Regions from separate parts of the Mus musculus genome. Here all the other regions are linked to region 6. Evidence: chromatin contacts called from public HiChIP or PLAC-seq and promoter capture Hi-C data. All regions are on one chromosome and are shown on one strand. The core of a region is the stretch at or near the end of the contact, and the rest is flanking DNA. Distances in the headings are between cores, read along the strand shown.

Region 1 (2,934 bases), core at 116-2,615, 1.6 Mb before region 6:
CTGTGTAGACCAGGCTGGCCTGGAACTCACTGAGCTCCATCTGCCTCCAGCTTCTGTTGGGGTGACAGGCACAGGCCACCACACCCCAGCTTTGGACACCAGGAAGCAGAAGGATTCTGGAACCCTCCCACCCTGAGTCCCTGGGATGTGGGATGGTCCTGCGTTCCTGAGCCATGTTCCCACCGTTGGGGGTGGAAGGCAGTGGTATTCTGTCTAGGATGGGGCCTCATCCTTGTATATGTGTGCCCTGGGACGCTAGAGCTCATTCCTTGAGGCCCAGGCTGGGTGGCTGAGTTCCAGCCTTGGTGGAATGTGGTGTGTGGCTGGGCTCTGCAGGCTAGGCCCCTCCTCCTTCTCCCAACTCCTCCATCTGCAACAAGCCTCCCCCACCAGGCCTCAGAGCAGCCTGGGCTCCCCACACCTCCATCACCCATAGCCACGCTACACAGCCTCAGTTTTCCCCGTGTAACGAATTTGCCTTCCCTGGTGACTTTCTGCTTATGAGCTCCTGAGGCTGAGCCTTGGCCGCAGCTGTGCCCAGTGGGCTGTTCTGCCAGCACCCCAAATACCCAGTGTGCATGCCCACAACCCCACAGACTCAGGTTCACCTTCACCGCATGCTGTTCCCCCCACTGCCTGCTTCCTGTTTGTGCCACAGTTCCAGGGTGCAGGTGTCATCCTGTGGCAGTGGGCTGGGGGAGGGGCCCCGAGGCCTGTTTTCTGGCATGTTGGATGGATGCCCCTCTCTGGGTAGGACATGTGCCATCGAGATGTGACCCAGGTTCTGAGCTGAGCCTATGTGAGTACAATCACCATGCCCAGCTCCAAGCCACACACTGTAGCTCCCAGCTCCATTCCATCCCACCCCCAACTTCATCACTGCCACAGCATCTTGGACTGGCCTCACCCAGACACAGGAAACCAGTGTACCCACGTACCACCAGGGAAACTGCACTTGCCCAGGCTAGACCACCGGAGTAAATGTCACACCACAGGATCCCCTTCAGGGAACTTTGGCACCTGGTTGCTATCATTCCCCCCTGTAGGCAGGCCACAGCAGGGTTGTTAGTGGATCTGGGTTCCCCAGGATCTATGCAGAGGCTTACCTGGGTACAGTGGTATAGTCACAGTAGGGAGGCAAGGGACTCACCTGTGCTGTTTGTACCTAGGTGTCCTCTGTGGTGTTCCAGGCCAGGCAGAGAGAGCAGGTAGGGGAGTTCCCTGGGGAAACCAAGTCACGTTGGTTGAGGGGAGGCCCCAACAGAAGCCCTGGGGCCGTGGGTACAGGGGAGCACTGGAGACCCTCAGGCGTCCAGGGCTGGAGGGATGGGACTGTGAGGCTGTTTCCCGTCCCGCCCTGTCTCCATCTGTCTTTCTGCCGACTCTCGTCAGCCCCACCCCCTGCGCTGGCGCTGGCCTCGCCTCTCAGCCGCTAGGGTGGGAACCAAGCAGGGCACAAGGGTGACAGAGTAGAGAGAGACATCAGTTGTTGAAAGGTCAGGGACCCAGAGGGAGGCCATGTGGGAAGAGCTGGGAGGCCAAATGGGGCTGGTCCTGACACAGCAGCAACTAACCTTCGCCAAGGCTGTCCAGGAGCCTTCCAGGGATATTGGGTCAGCAAGGCCAGCTCCAGCCTGACTGCAGGGACCAAGAGCTGGAGGGGAAGGAGAGGGCTGGGGTAGGGGAGGTGTAAGGTCGGAGACCAGGCTGTCCTCTAGAGATGGAGCAGTCTTGGGGAACCCTCCCCTGCAGACTCACTGCCTGAAGCCCTGACAGTTGCCCAGGATGACTGAGCCAGGCAGGGGTGTTAGTCCTGTGCCTAGTAGCTGGAGGAGGGGGGCCTGCGTGGAGGAGGTGACCTTGGGTCTCTTTGGCCCTGACAGGTCCTGGTGGGGATTGAGATGCCTGGCCTGGCTGTGACCTCAACCTCCCAGTTCCATAGTCTGCCCAGGGTCAGCCAGACTCTTGTCAGCAGCAGGAAGCCCCTTGCCTGCTGCACCACCCCCACCCTTCCTGCCTTCCCACCCATCCCAACACTAGGTCCTGACCCTGACTGGCCTCTACCCCCGTGAAGTTTGTAGTTCCTCTGATTTCCTAGCTGGGCCTGCCCTGTCTATCCATCCCATAAGCTAGGGACAGAAATGGACACAGATCATCCCACGTTTCTGATCTCAGGCTGCTGAGGCAAAACAAATGTCTTTACCTTCTCAACATTTGGCTAGGTATCAATACTGTGGGTGTAAGGGGTATGAAGATTGGGTTTTTTCGGGGGCTGGTGAGATGGCTCAGCCGGTAAAAGCACTGACTGCTCTTCTGAAGGTCCTGAGTTCAATTCCCAGCAACCACATGGTGGCTCATAACCACCCATAATGAGATCTGATGGCCTCTTCTGGTGCGTCTGAAGACAGCTACAGTGTACTTATTTATAATAATAAATAAATCTTAAAAGAAAAAAAAAAAAGCCGGGCGTGGTGGCACACACCTTTAACCCCAGCACTTGGGAGGCAGAGGCTGGTGAATTTCTGAATTCGAGGCCAGCCTGGTCTACAGAGTGAGTTCCAGGACAGCCAGGGCTACACAGAGAAACCCTGCCTAGGTGTCCTGGCAGGAATGTTTGGTGGTGAGGGTGAGGAGCTGTGGTGGGAAGAGGATCTGAGGCTGCTCTTGATGTGGATGGGTTGGGGTGGATGAAACAGAGAGGTGGTTGTATGTTCTTCCTCTGTCCCTTGACCTGAGATAAGGATATGTTTGGTCTGGAGAATCAGGTAATGGCTGAAGGACACTCATCTTTGTTGTGTGGAGGTGACAGAGCTCAGAATGCATGGTGAAACTTAGGCAGAAACATAGTGTGATGTAGAGCCCACACAAGACCATCAGGTGAGGCCCGGAGCTGCAGTTTCCTGCTAAGGCTCCCAACCACAGTCAAGGACAGGA
Region 2 (3,102 bases), core at 341-2,840, 1.9 Mb before region 6:
CATGCACCACCACTGCCTGGCCTTAAAATATATATTTTTTAAAGATTTATTTATTTAAGGCTGGGCGTGGTGGTGCATGCTTTTAATCCCAGCACTCGGGAGGCAGAGGCAGGTGGATTTCTGAGAACGAGGCCAGCCTGGTCTACAAAGTGAGTTCCAGGACAGCCAGGGCTATACAGAGAAACCCTGTCTCGAAAAAACAAAAAACAAAAAAAAGAGATTTATTTATTTAATATATGTGAGTGCTCTATAAGTCAGAAGAGGGCTTCAGATCGCATTATAGATGGTTGTGAGCCACCGTGTGGTTGCTGGGAATTGAGCCTGGATCCTCTAGAAGATCAGCCAGTGCTCTTAACTGCTGAGCCATCTCTCCAGTCCCTTAAATACTTTTCAATGAAGGAAAAGTTGCTGTGACAGAGGCCTAATTGAGTTGCAATCACTTGTTCATGTGTGGTATGTGGGTGCAAGAGGACACTTCTTGGGAATTAGAACACATTCTCACCTTCTACTGTGTGGGTCGCAGGGATCAAACTCAAGCTGAGCAGCAATGGGCTTTACCCACTAAGCCCTCTCACAGCCCTTTCTGTTTTACACCTGCTTGTACTATGGAAACCAGGCTGGCCCCAAACTCACCGTCACTGCCCCTGCCTCCGAGTCCAAAGTGGTGACTGTGGTTTAATTTCACATCCCCCATCTGTGGCTGGAGTGGACGTAGGAGTGAGGCTAGGGAGGTCCAGAGAGTCCACTCTAACCCAGGCCATCCTCAGCTTACTCCAGGATCCTCCATCCAGGGCCAGGGATGGGGGCTGAGCCTTGCAGGGAGCTCAGGGTTCTGCTTCACTTCCTGTCCTTGAATATGGGGGTCTGGGCTTGTGTGGCTTTGTGCCCGATGTCTTTCCTTTCTCTCTCATTTGAGACAGTCTCCTGTACTCCAAGCTAACCTGGAATTTGCTATCTAACTCAGGACGACCTCGAACTCCTAACCCTCCTACTTTTACCTCCCCAGTGCTGGGATAATGAAGGTGTCTTCAAGTGGTGCTGGGGGTAGGGCCCAGGGCACATGCGGGCCAGCCAGGATGAATCCTGATTCTCCTGTTTCAGTAAGATTTAAAAGAAAAGTGTGTGTGGGGTGTGTGTGTGTGTGTACGTGCAAGAGTGAGTTGTGAGTTCGTGGTCCACCCTGTGGATCCCAGGGATCGAGTTCGGATCAAACGTCTAGGCCGCAATCACCTTCACCTGCTGATCCGTCTCGAATGCCCCAAATAATCAGACTTTTCACCAAACACTCTGAAATTCTCCCAGCTCCCGAATCGCCACACCTGGAACGCGAGGGTTAAGCCGAAGCAGGAACTCCGTGATTGACAGCACGGCCACAAACTGAGCAATGAGCATTCTGGCTCGCAGCCCACGTGGGCTCGCCGCCTTCTGATTGGTCAGGGCCTGCAGGGGCGGTTCGCTGAGTCCGGGGCCCACGTGCACCGTGGCCTGGGCCCTGATACACGCTTCCCTCGGTGGGTGCAGGGGGCGTGGTGTGTGGGTGTGGCCTAGTAGGGCGTGGCCTAGGCTGGAGGGGCGGGGTGAGAGGGGTCAAATGGCCCGGGGCCCAGCAGGAGGGGCTTCCTCCTGGCCTGACCCTGGCTGACCTCAGAGGCTTCCTCTGGGATCCCTGGGGCCTCCCTAACCTCAGAGGTGGTGCGTGAGGGCAGCCCGCTTCCTGCGGGCGGGTCGGGAGAAGAGGGAGCCCGAGGGAGGGGTGTGGACCCTCACAAAACCGACTTCAGCGGGGAGTTTACCTAGGTTGAGTGATTTGGGAGTGAACCAAGTGTCGTTTCTCTTGTCTCCTTTATTCTTTTTTGAAAAATGTTTTAAGTGTGTGCCTGAGCGTATATATTTGCACCACATGCAGGCTTAACTAGTACGCCTGGAAAACTTTTTTTGTTTTGGTTTGTTTTGGTTTTTTGGCTTATTGGTTCCTGGCTGTCCTGGAACTCACTTTGTAGACCAGGCTGGCCTCGAACTCAGAAATCTGCCTGCTTCTGCCTCCTAAATGCTGGGATTAAAGGCGTGTGCCCGGCCTGCCTGGCAAACGGTCCACGACTAGCCACATTTCTGGCTGATCCCGCTAGGGAGTTGGAGGTGCCTGGTTCTCTATTCTTGGTATCTGAAGAGATACTAATGAGGCCCTTAGCTGGGGGTGTGTGTCTGAAACCTTAGTAGTAGTAGTAAAGCCGGGTCTTGGGGAAAGGGAGCGCAGAAGACATGGGGATGGGGAAGGGGCTTCCTCCCCAGCTGGGTCCAGATGATGAAGAGGCTACGGGGATGGGGGTGGGAGTCGGCTTTTCTGCCTTCTAAAAACCTATACCTGTTCTTATAGGACTTAATCAGATTTGTGACCTCAAGAATCTTCTAGATGACTTCCCACAGACAGAGCAGTGACACCTTTGGTGGAATTTTGGTGAGAGAGAAATGGTGGTGAGGGGCACAGTTAGCTTCCTCTCTTCCTACTGTGTTTGGGGTTTTGGAGACTAGTTCTCTCTGCCCCCCCCACCCCCACCCCGCACCGGGAGCTCATGCAATCCTGCCTACCTAGCTAAGATGAAAGGCCTGCACCCCAGCCTGAGCCCCTCAGTGCCTGCACCTGTGACCCCTGACAGCGCAGGTGAAAACCCCCATAGACCAGACCGGGCCCACATTTTCCCAATGTCAATCAAGTGGTGATTATTAACACTAGGTGTTCACCTGGTGTGGTCAGGGCTGAGCCTCTCCTAGCAAGTGGCTCTTTAGTTCCATGTGTTAACACTATATTGGGATTAAAGATCGTTGCCCAGCTTTAATCCACACTTGGGAGGCTGAGGCAGGTGGATCTTTTAGTTCAAGGACAGCCAGCTCTAGGTAATTCCAGAACAATCGGCTACATAGACCCTTTGGGGGAGGAGTTATATCTCCTCCCTCCTCCTTTCCCCTTCTTTTCCTTCCTTGTTTCTCTAAAAGTTAAGGTAATATCAGAAGTCTGTGTACTAAATTGACTGTAGGGCAGTGGTTCTCAACCTGTGGGTCGTGACCCTTTGGTGGTTCCATACCCTGAATGTCAGCTTTTTGCAT
Region 3 (3,016 bases), core at 33-2,532, 1.5 Mb after region 6:
TTTGCACAGCTCAGATACCTGACTACAAGCATGTGCTACGGGCTACTCAGCATTTGCACAGAACCTCTCTGTCTGTAGTGGCTATTCCTGGTTGTCAGCTTGACTATATCTGGAATGAACTACAACCCAGAATTGGAAGGCTCACCTGGGATCCTGATCTGGAGGCTGGGAGATACAAGTTTCTGACCTAGATCTTGGCATGGAGATCTTGAGGCATAGTGGCTATGAATCCCAGGAGACTTAAGACAAGGAGATCTCTGAGTTCAGGGTCATCTGGGACAAAGTAATTCCCAGATCCAGGTGTGGTGTCACATACCTTTAATCTGGGCCACACCTTCTGCTGGAGACCTACATAAGGACATTGGAAGGAGGAAGATTCTCTCTCTTCTTCACTGCTTGCCTTGGGGGACTAAGCAACTGCTAGATCCTTGGACTTCTATTCATAGCTGCTGCTGACCATTGTTGGGAGTTGGACTATAGTGTAAGTCTTCAACAAAGTCCCTTACTATATAGAGACTACCCATAAGTTCTGTGACTCTAGAGAACACTGACTAATGCACCCTCCTTTCTCTGAAACCTCTAAGAAGAAACTGGACTCTGCCCCCAAACTTTTCAGGGCTCCTTCCATGCTAACAGTGATGTCAATATCCATAATAAACCTTTTAACCAAAGGGACAGTCCATCTCCATGACCCGTTGGTGCACCAAAACTTCAGTTTGTCCCTGTCCTGCCTGCATCCCATCAGCTCCAGGGAGCATGGCCTGACGCTCTAGCAGACCCCTTCCCTGCACTCCTGGTGGAGTCTCAACCCCACACACCTTTCCAAGAGGGGCTTCTAGCCCCACCTTGACCTTCCTAGGAAGCTGGGATGTCTTGGAATGACAGTGGGGTATGTGGTTTGGAGCTAGGAGTTTCTGCAGCTCAGCAGGCAGGGAGTGGTTCACACCTATCCTCTGGAGACCCCAGCTGCCTTTGAGGGAGGGAAAGAAGGCCTGCCCCAGGTCTGCCTTAAGCCCCCAATCCCTACCCATGTTCAACATTAAGTTGCTATTGTAGAGATATAGAACTAATTAACTGAAAATGGTAAGAAGAAAAAGTAGATGATGCTCCTCCTGACCTGCCAGGGAATGCACAGTGACAGCTCTCCTGCTTTTAGTGATGTGCATAACCCAGTCTCCCCCATCCCCCAAAGCTGCCGCCTCCCTCCAGGTTCCTGGGCAACTTCCTCAGTGGAGGCGGAGCTGAAAAGGGAGCATCTGGCCTTGAAGAGTTTCTCCTCTGCGTATTTTCTGAGAAATGAAGAAGTTCCAAGCAAGGACATAACGAACTCCAGCAATTGTACTGGAGGATAGAGCCACCTACGCATGGGCATCACAGCACTCAATGTTAAGTCAGGGTGGGATCCTTCCTCTGAGGCTTCAGGGAGCCTGGCTGACCTGGATCTAGGCAAGAATGTCCCGCAGCCTCCCTAGGGATCTGCAGAGCTCATTACAGTGAGTCTCCACTACTCTAAGTCCTTTTTTTCCAAGGTCCAGGCAAAGTCCAACATGTTACAGAGGTCAGCTGGCTTTAACAGAGGTCCTCCCCATTTCCTTATGTAATACATAATAATAATATTACTCATAGTAGCAGAGACACTTCCTAGAATGTCTGTCATTTGGACTCTGGATCCACAGGAGCAGGGCCTCAGGGCGGTTGGGCTGGCCTCTTTCTAGATAAGTGTGTCCAGGCAGGGTCGGGCTCAGCCTCTCTACATACTACAGTCTACCACCTGCTCTTCACTCTGTATTTCAGGGTGGTATGGTTCTCTTGGGGTGTTTGCTCAAAGCTTGGGGTATCCTGTTGACTTAGACTTAGGTGGTTGCTGCCACCTTACCCCCTCTTTTAAAAAAGTTTTTACATTTTAAATTAAAATAGAATTATATCATTTCTCTCTTTTCCTCCTTCTACCTCTCCCATGGTCCCTCTCCTCAAATTCATGGCCTCATTTTCTTTATTATTGTTATATGTGTGTGTGTCTATGTGTGTCTGTGTCTATGTGTATGTGTGTATTTGTCTATGTGTGCGTGTCTGTGTATGTGTGTGTCTATGTGTATGTATGTGTGTGCCTGTCTGTGTATATGTGTGTGTGTGTGTGTGTGTGTGTGTGTGTGTGTGTGTGTGTGTGTTAAACAGCCAATCAAGGGGATCATTCCTGGGGAAGATGACTCCTTCATGTGTTAGCTGCCTGTGGTTCTTTGTTTAGGGCTGGAGTCCTGTGAGATTTTTCCCTTTCCAGGGTAGCATGTCTATTGGCTAGTTCAGTACTTGTATAGGTGGTTGTATTGTTGATGTATCATGAGGGAAGTTTCCTTGTCAGTTCTAGGAGACACAATCTCACAACAGATTTCCTGGTCATCTGCCTCTTAACAATCTTTCTACCCCTCTTCCTCCATGGTCTCTGCCTTCACTAGGGTTTCATTATTGTGAGCAGACACCATGACAAGGCAACTTTTATAAGGACAACATTTAATTGGGGCTGACTTACAGGTTCAGAGGTTTAGTCCATTGTCACCAAGGCAGGAGCATGGCAGCATCCAGGCAGGCATGGTGCAGGAGGAGCTGAGAGTTCTACACCTTCATCTGAAGGCTGCTAGTAGAAGACTGCTTCCTGGCAGCTAGGATGAGGGTCTTAAAGCCCACACCCACAGTGACACACTTCCTTCAGCAAGGCCACTGCTATTCTAAGACCATACCTCCAAATAGTACCACTCCCTGGGCCAAGCATATTCAAACCACCACAGTCCCTAAGTCTTAAATGCAGGAGTTGTGTTGCAGATGTATCCATTGAGGTTGGGCACCTCATGAGTAGTTGAACTCTGCTTTTTGATCAGTTGTGGGTTTTTGTAATGGGCTCCATCTATTATGAAGAGAAGCATGTTTGGTGAGGGGTGAGATCTACACTTACCTGTGGCTATAAGGGTGAGTATTTAGAAGGCAGTTAAGAGTTATGTTGATCTAGTAAAGTGGGCAGTAG
Region 4 (2,796 bases), core at 158-2,657, 1.9 Mb before region 6:
CAGAGGAATAATCTCCCCACAACCCCAATCAGCTAGTAAATGAAGACTTTGACCCTCCCCTTGCCGTCTTATCTCAAGGCTGGGCAATCAGGCAGGGACTGGGACAGGAACGCATGCAGCACAGGCCTGACTTTCAAGTTCTTTGTAGTCTCTTATTATTGACACATGCCCTGATTGAGTGCTGACTGGGTACGCATGCCTCTTTCTGGAAGGTAGAAAACACTTCTCAGGTTTGTGAGTTAGTTTACACTTGGGGGACTCAGATTGACCCACCAACAGGGAACTTACCTGCCTGGTACATGCGGGGGGCGGGGGTGGGGTGGGTTCCACTCCAGCACATGCAAACCACATTCATGGGCGTTCACATGCACAACAACAGCGTAAATTGGTGCTTGGTATACAGCAGGCAGACTGTTAATAATGCTTATTCTTCACCTGCCAGTAAGCCTGGTTGACAGTATATATGTATGTATGTGTGTGTGTGTGTGCGTGTGTATATATATACACACATATACATATATACATATATGTGTATGTATATATACACACATATGTACATATACACACATATATGACATATGTATATATGTATATATATATATATACACACACATATATATATGAAATCAGGCAGCATATTAATAGGAGGTACTGTGCTGCATCAGCACATAGTACACAGTAGGAGCTATATACAATATGTGGTATACGGCAGGCACAGCATTCATATTTGGCATACGTTGTATATGTGAAAAACACTTGGTTTGTATACCCTATATTGAATGTGGCAGTTACATATGCGTGTTTCCTTAAGGCTTGGTATACAGTAGATGTGATATTAATGCCTGAGCTACCACAGGCTGCCGCATCAGTGTATACTCTACAGCAAGCATTGTGTTCATACTTGTGACCTGTGTGGTATTTAACGAGTGCTGCATGAATGTACTGTACACAGTAGGGCATGAATTTCTGCCTGGCACACGATAGGCCTGCTTAGGAATGGATGAGCGAGCCGGTCAGGGCGTTTTCTCACATCCGCAGGCGGTGACGGCCTCGCTCCAGAGAACTGCAGCCTCTCTCTTGGCGCTCTCAGCACAGCCTCGGGGAGCCGAGAGAAGCCGAGCGCAGCCGAGCGGCGCCTGCCCGAGCCGAGAGGAGCCGAGTGTAGCCGAGCGGCGCCTCCCCGAGCCGAGCCTCGCTTCGCCTCCCGAAAGGAACCGAGCTCGGGCTTCCGAGTCCTCCCCATTCCCACAATCCTCGGCGTCCGCGCCCAGCCGCGAACCGTTCAACCCCTTCCCACGTCGACGCAACCCCACGCGCGCTTGCGCTGCGCCCTCCAGACCCCGCCCCCGAGCGGCGAGGCCCCGCCCCCAGGCGATCCTAAAGTCCTGTCCCTGCGGCGCGCGCGCGCGCGCAGCCGTGCGGCCCCTCCCATTGGCCGCGCCGCCTGCCCGTCCCGGGGCCCGTGGCAGCGCTTCAGGTCCTCGGGCGCCGGCGCTCGGTGGCGACGGCTGCGGGTAGCGGCGGCGGCGGCGGCTGCGCTGCACGGCGCGGACGGTGGACGCGCCTCTGGGGCCGGGCCGTGGCCTTCGGGGAACCGGGAAGAGGTAGGGCCGGGCCGGCGGCAGCCGGAGGACCGCGACGATGACTCTGGAGTCCATGATGGCGTGTTGCCTGAGCGACGAGGTGAAGGAGTCGAAGCGCATCAACGCGGAGATCGAGAAACAGCTGCGGCGGGACAAGCGCGACGCCCGGCGCGAGCTCAAGCTGCTGCTACTTGGTGAGCTGCGTGCCCGTGCCGTGGGACCTCTGTCACGGGGACCGGGTGGGTGCACGGGGCATCCGGGCCTTGCCGGGGTCTCCGCGCGCGCAGGGTGCTGCAGCCGCCGCGGTCTCTGGTCCCCGGCGAGTAGCGCGCGGTGACAGTCGGGTGCGACCCCTTCAGACCGCTGCCCACGGCCTGTCGGGCCACCTCGGATGTCCTCGGGGCAACTAGTCAGCGCTGCCCTGCAGCGGTCAGCCCTTCCGGGATCGCTGCACCCTGAGCAGTGCAGGTGGCTTGGGCCTGTGGTGGCCAGCTTCTCCCGTGTGGTCCCCTGGGCTCAGCCTGTGCGACCCTTTGTGGCCAGCCTTTCTGTTATCCAGGCCTTAGATTCATTCGGGGTCAGCCTCCTGCCTCTGATATCTGTGGTGAGATTTTGCATCTGCTGGCCACATTGGGCCCCAGGACCCTGGGAGACTTGCTTTCTGTCGCTCCTGAGAATTCTTGCACGGAGGTGGCCCTTGGCCCTGCCGCACCAAGTAGGCTCTCTCCTTTCCATTGTCCCCACATAGCCTCCGGTGAGCCCTGTAAGCTGTCTTGCTCTCATGATGCCCCTTTGGATTACAGACTCCCCAAGACAGTTCCCAAAGGGTTGCACCCTCCTCTCTACCTCCAAGGACTATACACCCAAATGGTCCTGCTTTGCTTCTGGCTTGTTGCTTTCGTGGGTACTCCTCAGTCTCCCTCTCTTTTCCATAGATCCTCTGAATTCCTCCACATTGGAGTGGGTGGCTTTTCTTCTTTGGGCTTCTGTTGTGCCGGAACCCAGTAGGTTGACAGCAGTCAGCCTTGCAGCCTCCCTGGCCCTGTCCTGCCTCCTGGGGGTCCAGTCTTGTCCTCTCCACACCCCACCCACCCCAGGGAAGCTCAATGTGTGTCTGTCACTTCCTGGGGTTCTGACTCCTCAAGGCCCACCTGTTGCTGGGAGCCAGGGAGCCCAGGTCCTCTTGTTGTCACCCCAAATAAGAGCCCAAAAT
Region 5 (2,888 bases), core at 260-2,759, 1.6 Mb before region 6:
TCTGACCCTTGAAACTCAGGCTCCGTCCCCAGAACTCAGATTTCAGTCTCAGAACTCAGACACTGCCCTTGGGTCACCCACGGGAGCCTGTCCAGTCCCGCACGGCCCGCAGTACCTGTGTCTCCGGCCCGGGCAGGATTGTCCGGACGGTCCGCCCGTCCTTCCAGAAGAGTCAGCAGCTCTCTGGGATCCCAGCTTTGGAACCGGATCATCGGTCACTGCACCATCCAGGACTATTGCGCATACACACTCTCAAACGGCCTGCTGGGAAATGTAGTCCTCGAGTCCGCTCTCTCTCCTTCCGGGGACTCGCCAGTGTTGCAGTATAGATAGTAGAGCTCAGGTTCGAATCCCGAGACTACAAGAACGGAGGCGAGGCTCAAACTGGCTTTTCTTTTCTAAAATCGGGTTCTGCATCACTTCAGAGTGTAACGGCTGAGGTAGGACATGGGCAGAAACCAGGGATGGTAAAGAGAGCCATGACTTGAAAATTTGGAGTGCAAAGGAAAAGTGGGAATGGAAGTTATTGAGGACGGACTTCCACTTTGTATCCCAGTAAGGATCTATAACGGTACAATCTAGACTTGAGTTGACACTGGAATTTGCATCACGGTCCTACATATAGATTAGGGACAATGATAATTCCTAAACTTAACTGTGTGATCTAAAAAGAGTTCACCTGGTTAGGTTTGTTAGCAATGAGTCTAGAAGATTCTAGTACTAGTCTATTTATTCTTGAGAGTCTCATGTAGCCTAGGCTGGCTTCAAACTCCTGATCCTCCTGCCTCAGCTTCCTGTGTGCATCCAGCCTCCATTTCTGCTACGAAGCCCCAATCACCAAACCCCACTTTTTTCTATTAGTGAATAGAACACATACGTATCACTATGTAGAGTAGGCTGGCCAGGAACTCACAGGCATCTACCTACCTCTGCCTCCCAAGTGTGGGGATTAAGCTGGGGTTCATCACTCCCATCATTCTCAGCTACCCATATGTTTAAGCCAAGATCTCATATAGCCAAGGCTGACCTCAAACTTGCTGTGTAGGACAGATCGACCCAAACTCCTGATTCTCTTGCCTCCACCTCCACATCACAACTGACTGTCCTAACTTTTAAGCTTTCAAAAATTCCACAAGGGATATAAGCATGATTTTGCTGTGACATTTAAAGTAAATAAAGATCTAAATACTTGTTGTTGTTGTCGTCATCATCGTCTGAGGCAGGGTTTCTTTGTGTAGCCTTGGTTGTCCTGGAACTCAAGCAGTAGCCAAGGTTAACCTTGAATTCAGAGATCCTCCTACCTGTATCTCCAGAGTACTGGGATTAAAGGTGTGCCATCACCATTTGAACTGGGGGCAAGAATTTAATGAAATATTCTTTGAACGGTCGATAGCTACAGAAGTTAAAATTAGTCGTTAGTCGGGCAAATTTTTTTTTAAAGACTACATTTCCCAGAAGGCCGCGGCGCCTCCAACACCTCCAAAGCCGATCTGGAGGGCTGACGTAACACGGAAGTCTGCACGTGCGAGCGGCCGGCCAGCGTCATGGCGGCCGCCCATCTCCTCCGGGCTTCCCGGGTGTGGGCCCGCTGGCATCCCCGGGCGCTCCCGGTCCTCAGAAGACCTGGAGGATTCTCTATCCGGGAATATGCTAAAAAGCCAGGTGAGTTGGCTCCGAAGGAACCAAAGTGGGTACGGCCGGAGCGCTGCTGGGGAGGTGGGGTTCTGAGGATTGACTGCGCAGGCGCAGCGTTACGGAGGCCAAACGGTGCGTGCTAGCGTAGTGAGGCCTGCGGGTGCGCCGCTAGCCTCTACGCTCAGTGCGCAGGCGCGGCCCTTGTGGGACAGGGCGGGACCAGGCTGGGTGTCACGCTTCAACTTTGAGTAAATCACCAAACATAACCAACATCAACTAAGTTATTGTCATTATTTTAATTTAAAAAGTAATGTGGGTGGGCAGGTTGGTTCATTGTGCAAGGTGCTTGCCTGGAAAGCCTTGAGTTTGATCCCCAGGACCCACATAAGCAGGGAAGGAGATGACCAATCCCACAAGCACTGTGACAGTGTACACACCCGTGATAATCATTATTTAAAATTATTTAAAAATTACGCTTTGAGGCGAACGTGATACCTTTAATCCCAGCAGAGAAGCAGAGTGATCTCTGTGAGTTCCAGGCCTGCCAGGAAGACCCCATCTCAAAAATATTTTTAGTGTTTACTTTTTTGTGTTGTTCCAGGAGAGCTACATCATGACATACCCTGTCTTCAAAAAAAAAAAAAAAAAATGTTGCCAAGTTGGCCTAGAGTTACCGAGCCATCTCTCTCTTCTCAGAATTGGTTTTTTGTTTTTTTTTTTGAGACAGGGTCTTATGACTCCCCAGCCTCAGCTCCAGAATGCTGGGATGCCAGGCATGTGCCACCATGTCAACATCACTGAATGGAAGAGGGGTTGTGTAGTATGGGCTGGGCCTTCAGGGCCCACGGGAGTGGGACAGGTCTGTGCCATAACAAGGGACCCTGTTATGCATGGAGAGAGCTGGGGCTGTTGGTTGTTGGAGGCCACACAAAGGAGGGTTGAAGGAGGGCAGAGCTGGGCAGGCTGAAGTGTCCCGTTCTCTCACTGTGCAGTTGGCAAGGGCGGCAAGGGCGGCGTGGCCGCTGAGGCCCTGAAGGACCCCGAGGTGTGCACAGACCCCACTCAGCTCACCACACATGCCATGGGGGTCAACATCTACAAGGAAGGCCAGGATGTGGCCCTGAAGGCAGACTCCGAGTACCCCACATGGTGAGTGTACCACACTGCATAGGAATCCTGACACCCAGCCTTCAGGAACATGGGGCTCCAGGATAGCCCCCTGAGGCCTGCTGTGCTCGTCTACCCTTGTCATG
Region 6 (3,089 bases), core at 357-2,856:
CACATCCAGGTGGGAGGCAAGGAAGAAGACACACAAACAAATATCTACCATGGCCCTACACTAGGGACCCTAGATTGGCTGGGATTTGTGCATCCACCCGGTCCTCATCTTGTCCCTTTTGGCCCTAGCATGAGATTCTGTGATTCTGCTAGTTATTCTAGCCCCCAGTAAGCAGGATGATCTAACTGTGCTGATGGGGGTACCTATAGCTGGCCACACATTTCCAGTGTTGGAGGCTTCCCAGTGTTCCCTGCTCCCAACCACAAGAACATCTGGTGCATTGAGCGTGAAGCCACCAGAGGGCAGACGACACTATCTAGAAGGAAAAATCAGGCCCCTAAGAAGCCACCTGTTCAGTGGAACCTGAGAAAGGCTGTCAGGGTGGGGCAAACACAGAGCTCTAGGGTCCAGGGCCCAAAGAAGGAACCCAGGGTGTGGCTCCAAGATTCAGGGTGGACCCCCCACTGCCCCCTTGGAATGCATTACATAAAGCCTGGCTAGGGCTAAAGGTGGCTGTTGTCCAAGCAGGCAAGGCTGCCAAGGCCCTATCAGGGCCTCTACTGGAACTGGAGCAGGTGGCTGTCCAGGCTACACGTCCCTTCTCTGGGGACACATCGGCCAGCGGCTGCCCTGGTTCTGTGTTCCAGCGTAGGGGGCAGGGCCTTGGGATACCAGCTAGCAGCTGCCCGTGGTCCTTTATGTCTTGGGACAACCTAAGAACCTTTCCAGGTTTTACCACATGCTGGTAGGGTGAGGAACAACCTGGGAAAATGCTTGCCAGCAGGGGGCTCCAGAGGCTTCTGTGTCTTGGGGTAGGGGGAACTAACCGGAGGGGGGGGGTTGAGAGGGGGACGGGACAAGAAGGAAAACAACTGTCCCCGGAGAGACCCTTTACCAGAAGCATTATGGAAGGGTGGGGACAACAGGGAAAGATCCTTTCCCAGGTACAAGTTTAGTCCAGTGTAGGACAACCTGGGAACACGCTGACCAGCAGCAGGCTCTAGAGGCCCCTGCGTCTCGTGGTGGGGAGTTGCCTGGGCATGCGGCATACATTAGCAGTCCCTGATCCTGTAGCCTGTTGGAGGACAGCTTAGGGAGACCAGTCCCCGGGGTAAGGTCAGCACGTGCCCAACAAAAAAGGGAGGAGCCGCTTTGCACGAGGAGCCTGGGAGAGAGGCAGGCACAAAGAGGAAACTGAGGCTCTGCTCACCTTGAAGTAGCCGCCCTCATAGTAGGTGTTGGGGGGCCCGAAGATGGCCACCTCCCAGTTGTACAGGTCACCCTCGTCCACCAGCGTCACCCGGAAGCCCTCCACCGGCTCCTCCTGCAGCCCCTTCAGTTCCAGCAGCAGCGCCTTCTGCGAGCTTGGCACCAGCGGCCGGGCCATGGCGGTGGCGGCGGCGGCGACGGAGGGGCCCGGGGCCGGGCCGGGCCGCGGGACCGGCGCGAGCTCGCGAGACGGACCGGGTCGCGCGCCGGCAGGGGGAGAGCCGCCGCCTTCCTCCTCTGCACCGCCGCCGCCGCCGCCACCCGGGGACCCCGAAGGCTCCACTCGCTCTGGCGCCGCTGCCCGCCCGGCGCTCGCTTCGGCCCGGCCCGGCCCGCGCCTAACGCGCCTGCGCGCCGCAGCCGCCGGGCCTCGAATGCGCCTGCGCACCGGCTCCCGACCCCGAATGCGCCTGCGTGCCTCCTTCGGGCCCCGAAAGCGCTTGCGTGCCACACCCGGGCCTAGAGTGCGGCTGCGCGCCGCTGCTGCCGGGCCGGAAATGCACCTGCGCGCCACTGCCGGGTCTAGAATGCGCCTGTGCGACGCCTCCACCGGGTCCGGAATGTGTCTGCGCGCCCGCCCGCGGGGCACACCGGGAAGTGTAGTCGTCGTCCCCCGCCCTGCCGCGCAGGCGCCTTGCGTTTCCGAAGCTCCGGAGGCCGCCGTCGCCTCCGGCCGGAAGAGCTCCGCGGATGCCTGTGTGCGGGGTGGCCGGCAGGGCCGGGCTGCGCGCTGCGGAGTGGCAGCTGCGGCTTTGGGGGCCTTTTTTTGTGACGTTCAGGGGGCGTGGTTGTGGGTGGGGAATTGGGCGTGGCTTGTGCGGGAGCGGAGCAGGATCCGCCCCTGTTTCCCAGCATGAAGCGTTAGATGGCCCCATTTGGTCTCTATGGGCTCAGGTAGAAGCGCAGGGAATCAACGACTTGGGGTTTGCAGACGTGGCTTCCAGGAGGTGGAGTCTGAACCCCTTCAGACTGACCTTTGACCACACCCTAGTCTTGCTTAAATCGACCAGAAAGCAGTGGTGAGGCATAACCCAAAAGTTTACAGGATCCGGAACAGACACGCAAAGACCTTGAGGTTGTTCAGCACAGACACCCATAACTCCTTTCTTGGACATTTGGTCATTAGTATTGGTGGTGGCAGCATATTTAAGCTTTGCAGCAGGGTGTGTGTGTGGTGTACCCGTGACCTTTAGGGGTGGGTGGTTCTGTCCCTAGGCTGTACTGGCCACTCACCCTGACTGTGGGCGTTCTGGAGGACTACAGCTGCATCAACACTTGGGGCTGGGAAAGGGCAGCTCCCACCACAGGTGCTCCGACATCCTGTCATGTCGGGGATAGCAGGTAGACCTGTTTGGGGACAGGGAAACGGTGTCAAAGGTGGGGCTGGTTGATATGACCAGGGAAGAGCCCAGGGTCCAATGCCACTTCATGTGTGGCACTACCTTGGCTGTCCTCCCCCTGGGAGCCCTAGACTCTTGGGCTAGAAGTCTTTCTGGTCACGCTCTTTTCCAAGGACTTCCAGAAGTATCTGCCCCTGTTGTGCATGTCACACTGCCCATCTTACACTGTCACCTAGTTGTCAGCACATAGCAAGTAGCTCAGGTTTTCCTGTGTGTCTGAGATGACCACTCCCACAGCCTGCACTTAGGAAGCCCTTGATGTATAAACGGACAGGGTGCCCCTCCCTTCAGGTGGAACATACTTCTCCCTACTCCCAGGCGAGCCTGCACCTGGGCTTCAAAGATATCGTGAATGCTGGGTATTGAGCATCTGGGAAGGGTGTTGGCCTGGCTTCTGGTGACTGGGGTCATCTACCTTGA
Region 7 (3,203 bases), core at 341-2,840, 2.0 Mb before region 6:
GCTACAGCCCCACTGTGGACAGTGAGCTCCCACTGTGGACAGTGAGCTTCCACAGTTGGACCTGTGGTCCCTGCTCTGCACAGCTGATGCAGCCCTGCCATCCACCCAGGGACGGTCCTTCCATAAGTACCTGCTCCATCCGTGCTCATGACATCGGCACCTTGAGCCAGCATCACTTCCAGACACCCCGCCGCACCCCTCATGGCTGCTAAGTGGAACCTAGAGGCACGAGTCAGGGGTCAACCCCAGAAGAATGTCCAAAGCCACCCCAGCCCCAGGGCTTGGACACTCACGCAGACTTGCCCTCGGGGTCCAGTTTTGTAGGCACCAGCCCCTTGTGGGCGATCAACGAGGCCACTCTGGCCACATCGTTGTTCTCCACTGCCTGGAGCAGTCGCTGGTCACTTTTGCCCCAGTCTTGGCCCTGCGGTGGCACACCCAGAGGTGCGAGGGACTGAGTGGGTCGATGTCCTTTCCCCACCAAGGAACAGGGGCAGTTGCTCCGGGCTCTCCCCACCCACCCCTGAGCACTTGCCTGGCGCCTGCCTCTGGCTGCGGGTTTTGGGATAGGGCACCGGCCACAGGGTGGGCAGGAGCTGAGGTCGGTGGGGCTGAGCCGGAGCTGTGGGATAGGTGGTCCTGGGCTGGGGGCCTCAGACAGTGTCTCTGAAACCTGCACCCCCCAGCGTGTGATCCAGGCCCACCACCAGGGCAGCTTCCAGATATCAATCCTCCTCAAACCACCTGTGTGTGCCTTAATCCAAAGCCAGTTTTGAAAGACAGGGTACAACTTTTTTTTTTTTTTTTTTTTTTTTTAAATAGCATGTCTCTTATGTAGACCAGGGTAGCCTGAAAGTCACAGAAATCTCCCAAAGTGCGAGGATTTCAATGATCCAGCTTTGTTTTTGTTTTTTGAGTCAGGGCCTCAAGTAGCCTAGGCTGCTGTCAAACTCCCTGGGAGTCAGGATGACCTTGAATTCCTGAACTTCCTGCCTCCCAGTCCTCGAGGCTGGGGTGACAGGTGTGGAACATCACACCTGGTTTATGTAGTGCTGGGCATGGAAGCCAGGGCTTGGTGGTGCCAAGCTCCTCGTTCACAATTATTTTACTGTCTTAGTTTTTTTGAGACTGGGTGTAACTAAAATTAAAGATCCCCTGCCTTAGCCTCCGAATGCTGGGATGACTGGCCTTTTCCAAACTATCCTCCAGCGCCCAGAACCTCGCTCCGTCCTTCACAGCTGCTCAGCCAAGACCATCGCCCCCAGGTAGCATCAAGGCCTGGCCAGCAGAACTGCAGCCGCTAATGTTTTTAAACTCACTGCCCAGGAACATGGACAGTTCCTGAGTCACTCACTGTCCACAGTGTCCTCCAAGACCTGCATCCCGCAACGGCCTGCTGACCCCACGCCTGCACAGACACGCCTGCCCTCAACACCGCCCTCCACTTCCCGCCCAGGCTCTACAGGCGCCCCGCCCTCTGCCGAACTTCTTTCTAGGAAAGAGGGGAAGGCGCAGAGGGACCCAAACGCCTACCGCGAAGGAGGCAGCAGCACACAGGCACAGCTGCTTCATGGCGAACCGCAGGAGGGCGGGGCCAGATCAGACCACGCCTACCTCCTCAGACACGGGGCTCTGCCCTCCTCCTGTGGCACACCTCTTCTCCAGACTCAGCACCCTTCCTCACCAGGCTCAGGCACAGAGCCCGCCCAGCTTCCCCCTAGATTTCAGGCCCCTCCCACCTCTTCCACGAAAGCTCAGGGCCCGCTCACATCCGTTCTAAGTTCCAGGTTACTCCCATTTTCCCCAGGCCCGCTCGCCCGCTGCTATATAGTGCTCTCTTCCCCACCACCCCACTCCTGCACCGACACGCTCCATCCCGCTGAAAAGGCTCCGCCCCGCAACTCCATGATGGTCCCTATCGGGTGTCAGCCCGCTAACTCCTCACCTCCAGCTCACCTTACTTACAATGATGGACATCATTCATTCAGCCATCACCTTCCAGTCTTCATTCATTCATACATTTATGCCTATCTTTTCATTCATTCATTCGTTCATCCATCGTTTCACACATTCACTCTCTCCAACAGTCATTATTCGCACTTTGCTAATGTTTTCATTCACCCATTCGCTCATTAATTTCCTCACCACCCATTTACTAACGTCTTTTCATGGGCAAATGCATTGGCTTACTCATCCCTTCATTCACGCACACATCCTCTCACCCATTCACTCCTCCAACCTACCTGTCCACCCATCTACTCTTTCATTATTTACTTCGCTCCAGTAGCTCTCAAGTCTCACTCCAAACTTGAATCCCAGGTCTGCCTCGCCATTATCCACCTATGGGACTGACCTAGACCTCACCTGTTGGAGCCTCCGCCCTCCTCATATGTGCAATGGGGTTTCACATAGACTTTCCAGACACAGCTCCGGAGGGCCGTGCAGAGGCTGAGCAGAACGCACCGCCCTGCACAACAGGCCTGGTACACCATGAGTACACAATAAGAACTGCATTTCATTCTTCAGGCACATGCATCTGGACCTGTGCACAGCTTCCAGGCTGGGTCAGAGGAATCTTTAGATCAACTGGAAGTGGGGGTTGCAACCCCCGTTTCTGGCTCTAAGGTGTGTGGGCACTTGTCTGCCTTGCCTGAAATTAGAGCCCTCTATGCAGGACCCACAAAATATCCCTGGGCCACAGCCTGAGACTCTTCTGTTCTACATTTATCAAGTGACTGCGGAATGACTTTCTAGCTCTCTGGCTTCTGTGCATGTAAGTTGGCACTGTAGAAGCTGTCTTGGAGACGGAGCAGCAGGCAGGGACACACGACAGGAGCTGTGGGATGAGAATCCCAGAGAGGCAGAACTTGGGGAGAAGTGAGTCGTTCATGAAATTGCCTTGCACAGGTGGAGATATGGTCTCCCTAATAAACAATAAGCAACTCCTGCCTCTGTGTCCCATAACACTCTAGATACTGGTGTGTCCCTCTCTGCAGAGAGTCCTAGAATATGTGTACATATATACACATGTATATATAAATATATACACATATAGATACATATATATACATATGCATATATGCACATGTATATAGGCACATATATAGAGACACACATATACATACACACATACATATCTACATACATGTACACACACCCGCGCACACACACACATGTGCCACCTTTAAAGAGAGAGAGAGAGA

The links. Promoter capture Hi-C pulls out the DNA fragments that hold promoters and counts their contacts. HiChIP or PLAC-seq counts read pairs in DNA pulled down with a chosen protein or histone mark. Capture Hi-C pulls out chosen DNA fragments and counts their contacts.
Region 1: a promoter capture Hi-C map of pre-B cells shows a contact between it and region 6, with 2.5 times the contacts expected there. The contact joins the promoter of Tbxa2r here to the promoter of Cdc34 in region 6. A contact is called at or near these places in 3 of 39 promoter capture datasets (cranial neural crest, pre-B cells and second pharyngeal arch cranial neural crest) and 1 of 115 datasets of contacts at active chromatin or transcription factors (pancreatic cancer cells).
Region 2: a contact with region 6 is called in an H3K4me3 HiChIP or PLAC-seq map of bone marrow-derived macrophages, with 4 times the contacts expected there. The contact joins the promoter of Tle6 here to the promoter of Cdc34 in region 6. A contact is called at or near these places in 3 of 39 promoter capture datasets (cranial neural crest and liver), 1 of 15 datasets of contacts at CTCF or cohesin (large pre-B cells), 3 of 484 Hi-C or Micro-C datasets (B cells, erythroblasts and liver), 5 of 115 datasets of contacts at active chromatin or transcription factors (astrocytes, bone marrow-derived macrophages, fetal liver and 2 more) and 3 of 9 other capture datasets (adipose tissue, macrophages and pancreatic islet).
Region 3: a promoter capture Hi-C map of hippocampal neurons shows a contact between it and region 6, with 5 times the contacts expected there. The contact joins the enhancer-like site here to the promoter of Cdc34 in region 6. A contact is called at or near these places in 1 of 39 promoter capture datasets (hippocampal neurons) and 3 of 115 datasets of contacts at active chromatin or transcription factors (embryonic stem cells, large pre-B cells and microglia).
Region 4: a contact with region 6 is called in a promoter capture Hi-C map of liver, with 8 times the contacts expected there. The contact joins the promoter of Gna11 here to the promoter of Cdc34 in region 6. A contact is called at or near these places in 3 of 39 promoter capture datasets (erythroid cells, liver and pre-B cells), 2 of 484 Hi-C or Micro-C datasets (CD4 T cells and liver) and 2 of 9 other capture datasets (liver and pancreatic islet).
Region 5: a contact with region 6 is called in a promoter capture Hi-C map of pre-B cells, with 2.9 times the contacts expected there. The contact joins the promoter of Mrpl54 here to the promoter of Cdc34 in region 6. A contact is called at or near these places in 1 of 39 promoter capture datasets (pre-B cells) and 2 of 9 other capture datasets (adipose tissue and liver).
Region 7: a contact with region 6 is called in a promoter capture Hi-C map of liver, with 11 times the contacts expected there. The contact joins the promoter of Ankrd24 here to the promoter of Cdc34 in region 6. A contact is called at or near these places in 6 of 39 promoter capture datasets (embryonic stem cells, hippocampal neurons, liver and 2 more), 4 of 484 Hi-C or Micro-C datasets (B cells, CD8 T cells, Th1 cells and 1 more), 1 of 115 datasets of contacts at active chromatin or transcription factors (bone marrow-derived dendritic cells) and 2 of 9 other capture datasets (adipose tissue and liver).

Annotation. Positions count from the first base shown.
Region 1 is chr10:81,327,134-81,330,067 of GRCm38.p6, reverse strand. It overlaps Tbxa2r (thromboxane A2 receptor), which reads right to left and starts at 1,365. Exons shown (of 3, transcript NM_001277265.1): 1 at 1,151-1,365.
Region 2 is chr10:81,599,388-81,602,489 of GRCm38.p6, reverse strand. Tle6 (transducin-like enhancer of split 6) reads left to right here and starts at 1,590. Exons shown (of 14, transcript NM_053254.2): 1 at 1,590-1,692; 2 at 2,375-2,455. The coding sequence starts at 2,411.
Region 3 is chr10:78,142,602-78,145,617 of GRCm38.p6, reverse strand. No RefSeq gene overlaps it. Among named protein-coding and RNA genes, the nearest start is that of Gm47922, 5.8 kb to the right of the region's middle. Within about 2 kb of position 1,282, at least 39 of the 459 cell types and tissues checked have an H3K27ac peak or open chromatin away from gene starts, as enhancers often do. A contact at or near this core is called in hippocampal neurons, where this site is marked.
Region 4 is chr10:81,543,773-81,546,568 of GRCm38.p6, reverse strand. Gna11 (guanine nucleotide binding protein, alpha 11) reads left to right here and starts at 1,407. Exons shown (of 7, transcript NM_010301.4): 1 at 1,407-1,777. The coding sequence starts at 1,642.
Region 5 is chr10:81,265,547-81,268,434 of GRCm38.p6, reverse strand. Mrpl54 (mitochondrial ribosomal protein L54) reads left to right here and starts at 1,509. Exons shown (of 3, transcript NM_025317.2): 1 at 1,509-1,662; 2 at 2,628-2,784. The coding sequence starts at 1,545. Apba3 (amyloid beta (A4) precursor protein-binding, family A, member 3) reads right to left here and starts at 263. Exons shown (of 11, transcript NM_018758.2): 1 at 116-263.
Region 6 is chr10:79,680,712-79,683,800 of GRCm38.p6, reverse strand. Cdc34 (cell division cycle 34) reads right to left here and starts at 1,606. Exons shown (of 5, transcript NM_177613.2): 1 at 1,211-1,606. The coding sequence starts at 1,387.
Region 7 is chr10:81,632,086-81,635,288 of GRCm38.p6, reverse strand. Ankrd24 (ankyrin repeat domain 24) reads right to left here and starts at 1,590. Exons shown (of 20, transcript NM_001374016.1): 1 at 1,534-1,590; 2 at 536-622; 3 at 294-424; 4 at 131-219. The coding sequence starts at 1,572.